2 separate regions of the Mus musculus genome follow, and region 1 is linked to region 2. The links are chromatin contacts, called in public HiChIP or PLAC-seq maps. All regions are on one chromosome and are shown on one strand. Each heading gives the region's core, a stretch centred on a gene start, on an enhancer-like site or on the middle of the called end of the contact. The rest is flanking DNA. Distances are from core to core; before and after follow the strand shown. Region 1 holds the start of Slc25a19 (solute carrier family 25 (mitochondrial thiamine pyrophosphate carrier), member 19). Region 2 has its middle 18 kb from the start of Tmem94.

Evidence for each region. HiChIP or PLAC-seq counts read pairs in DNA pulled down with a chosen protein or histone mark.
Region 1: a contact with region 2 is called in a BATF HiChIP or PLAC-seq map of CD8 T cells, with 13 read pairs. The contact joins the promoter of Slc25a19 here to the enhancer-like site in region 2. A contact is called at or near these places in 5 of 39 promoter capture datasets (the HPC-7 cell line, HPC-7-derived erythroid cells, the SN4741 cell line and 2 more), 1 of 15 datasets of contacts at CTCF or cohesin (CD8 T cells), 9 of 115 datasets of contacts at active chromatin or transcription factors (CD8 T cells, bone marrow-derived macrophages, embryonic forebrain and 4 more) and 3 of 9 other capture datasets (adipose tissue, liver and pancreatic islet).

Annotation. Positions count from the first base shown.
Region 1 is chr11:115,626,958-115,630,119 of GRCm38.p6, forward strand. Slc25a19 (solute carrier family 25 (mitochondrial thiamine pyrophosphate carrier), member 19) reads right to left here and starts at 1,338. Exons shown (of 7, transcript NM_026071.3): 1 at 1,108-1,338.
Region 2 is chr11:115,745,994-115,748,823 of GRCm38.p6, forward strand. No RefSeq gene overlaps it. Among named protein-coding and RNA genes, the nearest start is that of Tmem94, 18 kb to the right of the region's middle. Within about 2 kb of position 1,533, at least 57 of the 459 cell types and tissues checked have an H3K27ac peak or open chromatin away from gene starts, as enhancers often do. A contact at or near this core is called in CD8 T cells, the SN4741 cell line, extraembryonic endoderm stem cells and 1 more, where this site is marked.

The DNA.
Region 1 (3,162 bases), core at 88-2,587, 120 kb before region 2:
GCATGTGCCCCCACCCGCAGGCTCTGGCTGCTGCTCTTACTGAGGACCTAGTACCCATAAGAAGGCTCACAGCAGTCATTCCAGTCTCTGGGGATCCGAAACTCTTTCTCCTGCCCCAGGCATGCATGCGGGGAAAACACTCATTTACAGCAAAATAAAAGTAAAAAGACATTTAAATGAAATAAAATACCAACTCAGGTTTCCCTTGTGGGAAGTAGGAGATGGCGTCTGACTGCCTGGCTCAAACTGCTCATCAAGTTAAGTGATAAAAACCAGTAAGTCACACACACCTAAAAAGCTTTAAAAGTGTTTGCCTTCAAGAAAACTAAAAAACACAAACATTTTTACAACCCAGGCGAGGAAAGTATCACATTTGTTAACGTACCCTGGGTTCAGTCTCCAAAAACCAACACAGCAGTGTAGTCTGTAATTCCAGCACTTGGGAGGTGGGAGGCATGAGGACCAAGAGTTCAAGGTCACCCTTAAGAACATAACAAGTTCGAGCCTAGCCAGGATTATACGGTCGCAAACCAATAACAAAAATAAATAAAGGGAAATATTAATCTCCTGTTTATTCAAAAATCTTCGTGCATTAACAGTCTTGCTATCTAAACAGATAAAAAATGATTTATAATATAAATAAATATAAATGCAGGATTGAGACAGGGCGGCTGCTGACCTGAGTGGCAGTGATGGGGGTGCAAGCGAGTTTCTTCACCCTGCAGCTTTTCTACCTCAGACTCCACTGTCGGGTGGACAGGTGTCCTTCGGTGACTAACCGAGAGCCCATGTGATCTGCTGAGGCGCTCTGCAGACAGCCTCGCGTGAGTGCACTGTCCAGGCTTTCCGGGGATGGGGTGGGGTGGAGAGGGCGTCTCCGTGAGTCCGGGGCAGTGGACACCCCATGTGCAAACGCCTACGATGGTGAGTGGTGGTGGGAGGGATTCGCCTTCCGTGTCTCTGAAGATGCTCCTGGGGTCAGGTGTGCCTCGTGAGCATCCGTCCCCGCCCCACGTGGATACCTGCCCTTCTCTGTTCTGACACACGGAGTGGGGGTACCGGCCCCCGAGAGTACCGGGAAGAAAGCAAAGCCAGAGGTCCACTCACCTGACACTTCAGGCCCGTCCGGGCTCCTCAAGCTCAGTTCTCCCTCCCTCTCAGTGTAGCCCAACAGCAAAACTTAACAGCACTTGCCAGTAACTGACAGGCTGCTAGGCCAATCACCGTGCAGCTTTTGGCCGCCGCTGGACGAATCGTTGTACGTCGAAGGTCCCATCCCAATGTCACTGTCCAGATACCGCTAGGTACTGTAGTCTTCCGCTTCCAAGCCCCACCCCCTTGAGAAGCTGCAGAGACTCCTGGGAGGTGTAGTACCACAGCGCCTTGCGTGCGCATTTCCGACGCCGTAAAAGAGCGGATGGCGAAGTTGGCTTTTACGACCTTCTAGAGGGCCTCTCATTGGCGCGATCCTCTGAAGTCTGCGCGGCTATGGAATATTAGAGCTCGCTGAACTTGACCCAGTTTTTATTTTTTATTTTCCAAATCAATGTAGTCTTAGAAGTCATATAACTTTGGAAAAGATGGCGGGAAGCCTGGTATTATTAGCCTGAAGGACTGGAGTTGGGTCGGGGTTAGATGGGTTCTTTGGGATAAGAACCTTTAAGGGAGTTGTACACACACACACACACACACACACACACACACACACACACACACACACACACGGGTCGGGGTTAGATGGGTTCTTTGGGATAAGAACCTTTAAGGGAGTTGTACACACACACACACAAACACACCCGGAGGAAACTACACACACACACACACACACGGAGGAATAAGAACCTTTAAGGGAGTTGTACACACAAACACACACACACACCCGGAGGAAACTACACACACACACACACACACACACACACACCCCCGGAGGAAATTTAGCACCGGAAGGACGATCGGTAGTTCAACATCAACCCAGAGTTCAAGGCCAGCCTAAGCTACGTGAGACCCTGACCTCTAAAACAAAAAGTTTATCTGAACTGAGATCTAAGTAATTTGCTGCAACTTCTTAATGTATCATTACTTACATGTTTTTAAATCAGTGGTTTATTTGTTACAGTTTAAGAGTTAATCTTAGCCAGGCGTGGTGGCGCACGCCTTTAATCCCAGCACTCAGGAGGCAGAGGCAGGAGGATTTCTGAGTTCGCGGCCAGCCTGATCTACAAAGTAAGTTTCAGGACAGCCAGGGCTATACATATATATATATAACCATATATATATATATAACCCTGTCTCAAAAAACCAAAAAAAAAAAAAGAGTTAATCTTTTTTAAAGATTTATTTATTTTATGTACATAAATGCACTGTAGTTGTCTTCAGACACACCAGAAGAGGGCATCGGATCCCATTACAGATGGTTGTGAACTATCATGTGGTTGTGGGAATTGAACTCAGAACCTTTGGAAAAGCCGTCATCTTTTTGTTGAGCCATCTCTCCAGCCCCTTTTTGTATTTTTTTTTTTTGGTTTTTCGAGACAGGGTTTCTCTGTGCAGCCCTGGCTGTCCTGGAACTCACTCTGAGTTCTGACCAGGCTGGCCTCGAACTCAGAAATCCACCTGCCTCTGCCTCCCGAGTGCTGGGATTAAAGGCGTGCGCCACCACGCCCGGCTTCCTTTTTGTATTTTTTAAGAACACCTCAAGAAACAGCTGGCTGGGCAGTAACAAATCTCTGGATAGCTTTTCTCATTTTGTTTTCCAAGTAGCAGAAATGACAGAAGTTTTTAAAGGTTAATAGTGGGGGGGGGGGGGTACACAAGGAGAGGCGAGAGGACAGCTTGCAAGAATCAGTCCTCTCCTTCCACAGGATCCAAGGGGTTGAATTTAGTTTTCAATCTTGATAAGAAGCACCTTTACCTACTGAGTCATCTCCAAAGCTAGCCTTCAAGTGTCGGAAACTACAATCTTAAAGATCGGTTCTTGTGTAGCCTCAGACTGTTACGTGGCTGTGGGTGACCCATGACTCTCCTTCCTTCACTTCCCGTCTGAGCCATCATGCCTGGCCTAGAAGTTTTTAGGTGTAATGAACGCTAGTCTTACTGCTTAGGTGGGGGAGTGGATCTTGCCTAGGCAAAGGTTCATTTCTCCAGGCAGGCACGCTGGGATCT
Region 2 (2,830 bases), core at 283-2,782:
AGCCTGCTTTCTTATACAACCCAGGACCACCAGCCCAAGGATGGCTCCACCCATCATGGTCTGGGCCCTCCTCCATCAATGGCTAATTAAGCAAATGTCCTACAAGGCCTACCCACACAGCCCAGTCTAATGGAGGCATTTTCTCAATTGAGGCTCCCTCCTCTCATGAGTCCCTGTCTTGCCATCTACCTCTGTCCCCAGATAATGGTTTTAGTGGCAGAAACTATAGCTGTCACCCTGCATGGACCAGATATTTCACTGACAAGGAGCACACTGTGGCAGGATGTTTCATTGTTCCTTTGATGTCCTCCATCCTGTTGTGACTAGCATGTCTCCCTTTATAGATGACTCAGTGTTGCACTGAACTGGGAGGAAGCTGGCTACCTCTTCCAATGAACACATCCACCAAGTTAGAGGACCAACTCTGTTTTAGAGGACCCACTCTTTCTTTTTTGTTTGTTTGTTTGTTTTTCGAGACAGGGTTTCTCTGTGTAGCCCTGGCTGTCCTGGAACTCACTCTGCAGATCAGGCTGGCCTCGAACTCAGAAATCCACCTGCCTCTGCCTCCCAAGTGCTGGGACTAAAGGCGTGCGCCACCTGCCTGGTTTCCTCACTTTTTATTATGTGTATGGTTGAGCACACTTTTGTATATGCCACAATGCACATGTGGAAGACAAGTTGTAAATGTTGGCTCTCTCCTACCGTGTGGTCCAGGGACTCAAACTCCCTGACTTGGTGGCAAGCACTTTAACCCACTGAGCCATCTCATCAGCCCCTTGGGATTTTATCTACTTACTCACTGTGCTGATCAAATACACCCGGCACCCACATGTTCACACAGAGCTTTGAAATTCTTTCCTGAGTTGTATACCGTAAGGAATGATAGTCATAACAAAGACTTGATCACCGCGTGCGTTTTGTTATCTGATGTGGGCTTGTGCAGCACAGAGATTCTCACCCTGCACACTGCCCTTGCTGAGTCACCCGTTTTCACCCTGGCCTCGGCATTGTTCTGTTTTATTCTTTCCTGTATCTGAAGAGATGGGAAATGGACTCTGCGTTCTTTCCAGTTCAATGTTTTTTGTTTGTTAGGAAAATAAAACCTTTTCCTCCTCCAAAGCAGCTCCTTACATTTGCTTTCTTCTCCCAGCTTGTCCTTTGACCACTCCAGTCATCTTTTTAAAGAGCCAGAAAGTGTCTGAAACTTTGACTGTGACAACAGGTATCAGCCACTGGGGCGCTTGGATCCTCACCCTGCTGTTTCTGGCCAGGGATCTCGTTGTTTTAACTCAGCTGAATTCAAAGCATTTCAGCATGAGGATCTTTAACATAAACGAAGATTTGTTTTTATTTATGATTGTGTGTCTGTGTGTGTCCCAGTGCCCTTGAAGAGGGTGTTGGGTCCCCGGGGGTTGAAGTTATAGGTGGTTGGGAGCCACCGGATGTGGATGCCAGAAGCCCCGTTCAGGACCCCTGAAATTGCAAACAAGGAGCCATTCCCGCGGTCTCTCAGCACAAAGATCTTAAACCAACCCCCTTCTGCCTGTCACGTTTAAGCAAATGACTAGGTGGAAAAGATGGCGCAGTGACGAAGGATGCTCCTCCGGGGGGGGGGGGGGTGCGGGGGGTGCGGGCGGGGGCGGGGGGAGGGGCTTGTTTCAGCTTGCAGGTGGCTCAGCGTGTAGATCCTTGTTAGAGTCCCTGAATCAGGCCTGAATCACTCGTGTTTTCTGACTCACTTCTTACCTCCATGTGGTGAGGTCTTTAAGAACAAGGGTATTCTCCACCAGATGCACTGCTCCCCGTTTTCTGAGACAGGCTCTTACCATTTAGCCCAAGCTGGCCTCAAACTCTCAAACTTAAAATCCTCCTGCCTCAGCCTTCCCAGTGTGTAGATAGATCACAGGTGTGTGTCCCACCCCTGAGGTGCCCTGTTCATTCCTGCTTTTCTTTTCTTTCTTTTCTTCTCCTTCCACTTTCCCCCTCCCCTTCCCTTCCCTTTTTCTCTCCCTCCTGCCTTCTCTCCCTCTTCCCTCTCTTCTTCTCCTTTCTTTCACAGGTTCCATGGCACAAAAATGGGGGCGAGGGAGATCGGTTTCTTCTCCATCTTGTAGAGGTTAGATTTCTCTTGTTTCTGTTGCGCTGTGAATTCCGGGACAGCTGGTTCACAGCCTCTGGGCAGTTTTCCTGCCTTCATCTCCTATCTCTGTAGGGGGCTAAGCTTGTGTACCACAGCATGCAGTTTTTTCCCTGGGTTCTGAGATTTGAACCTGGGTCAACATGCTTGTGTGGTTAGCACATCTCAGCCCAGAGATTCACACTGGGTGCCATCTCTCCAACCTGTCCTTTTTTAGAGACAGGGTCTCACCACATAGCCCTGGCTGGCCTGGAACTCACTATGTTGACCAGGCAGGCCTCTAACGGTGATCTGCTTGTTTCTGCCTCCCAAGTGTTGGGATTAAGGGTGTGCACCACTGCCTGTCTGAGGTCTAGAGCTTAAGAGAGCTATTCCACTATTTTCCTATCTAAGACTTATTTCAAATCAGCCAGTAGGTTTCACCCAGTAGTTTTTTTGAATGCACCTATATCCTAGCACCCGAGTGGCTGCCACCTTAGCATGGGGTCCACTCGTCCTACCGCTCAGCACTCTTCTTCCCAATGTTGCTCTTACTTCTTTGTAACCCATTTTCTTTCTTTCTTTCTTTCTTTCTTTCTTTCTTTCTTTCTTTCTTTCTTTCTTTCTTTCTTTTTCTTTTTTTCTTTTTTTGGTTTTTTGAGACAGGGTTTCTCTGTGAAGCCCTGGCTGTCCTGGAGCTCACTCTATAGACTA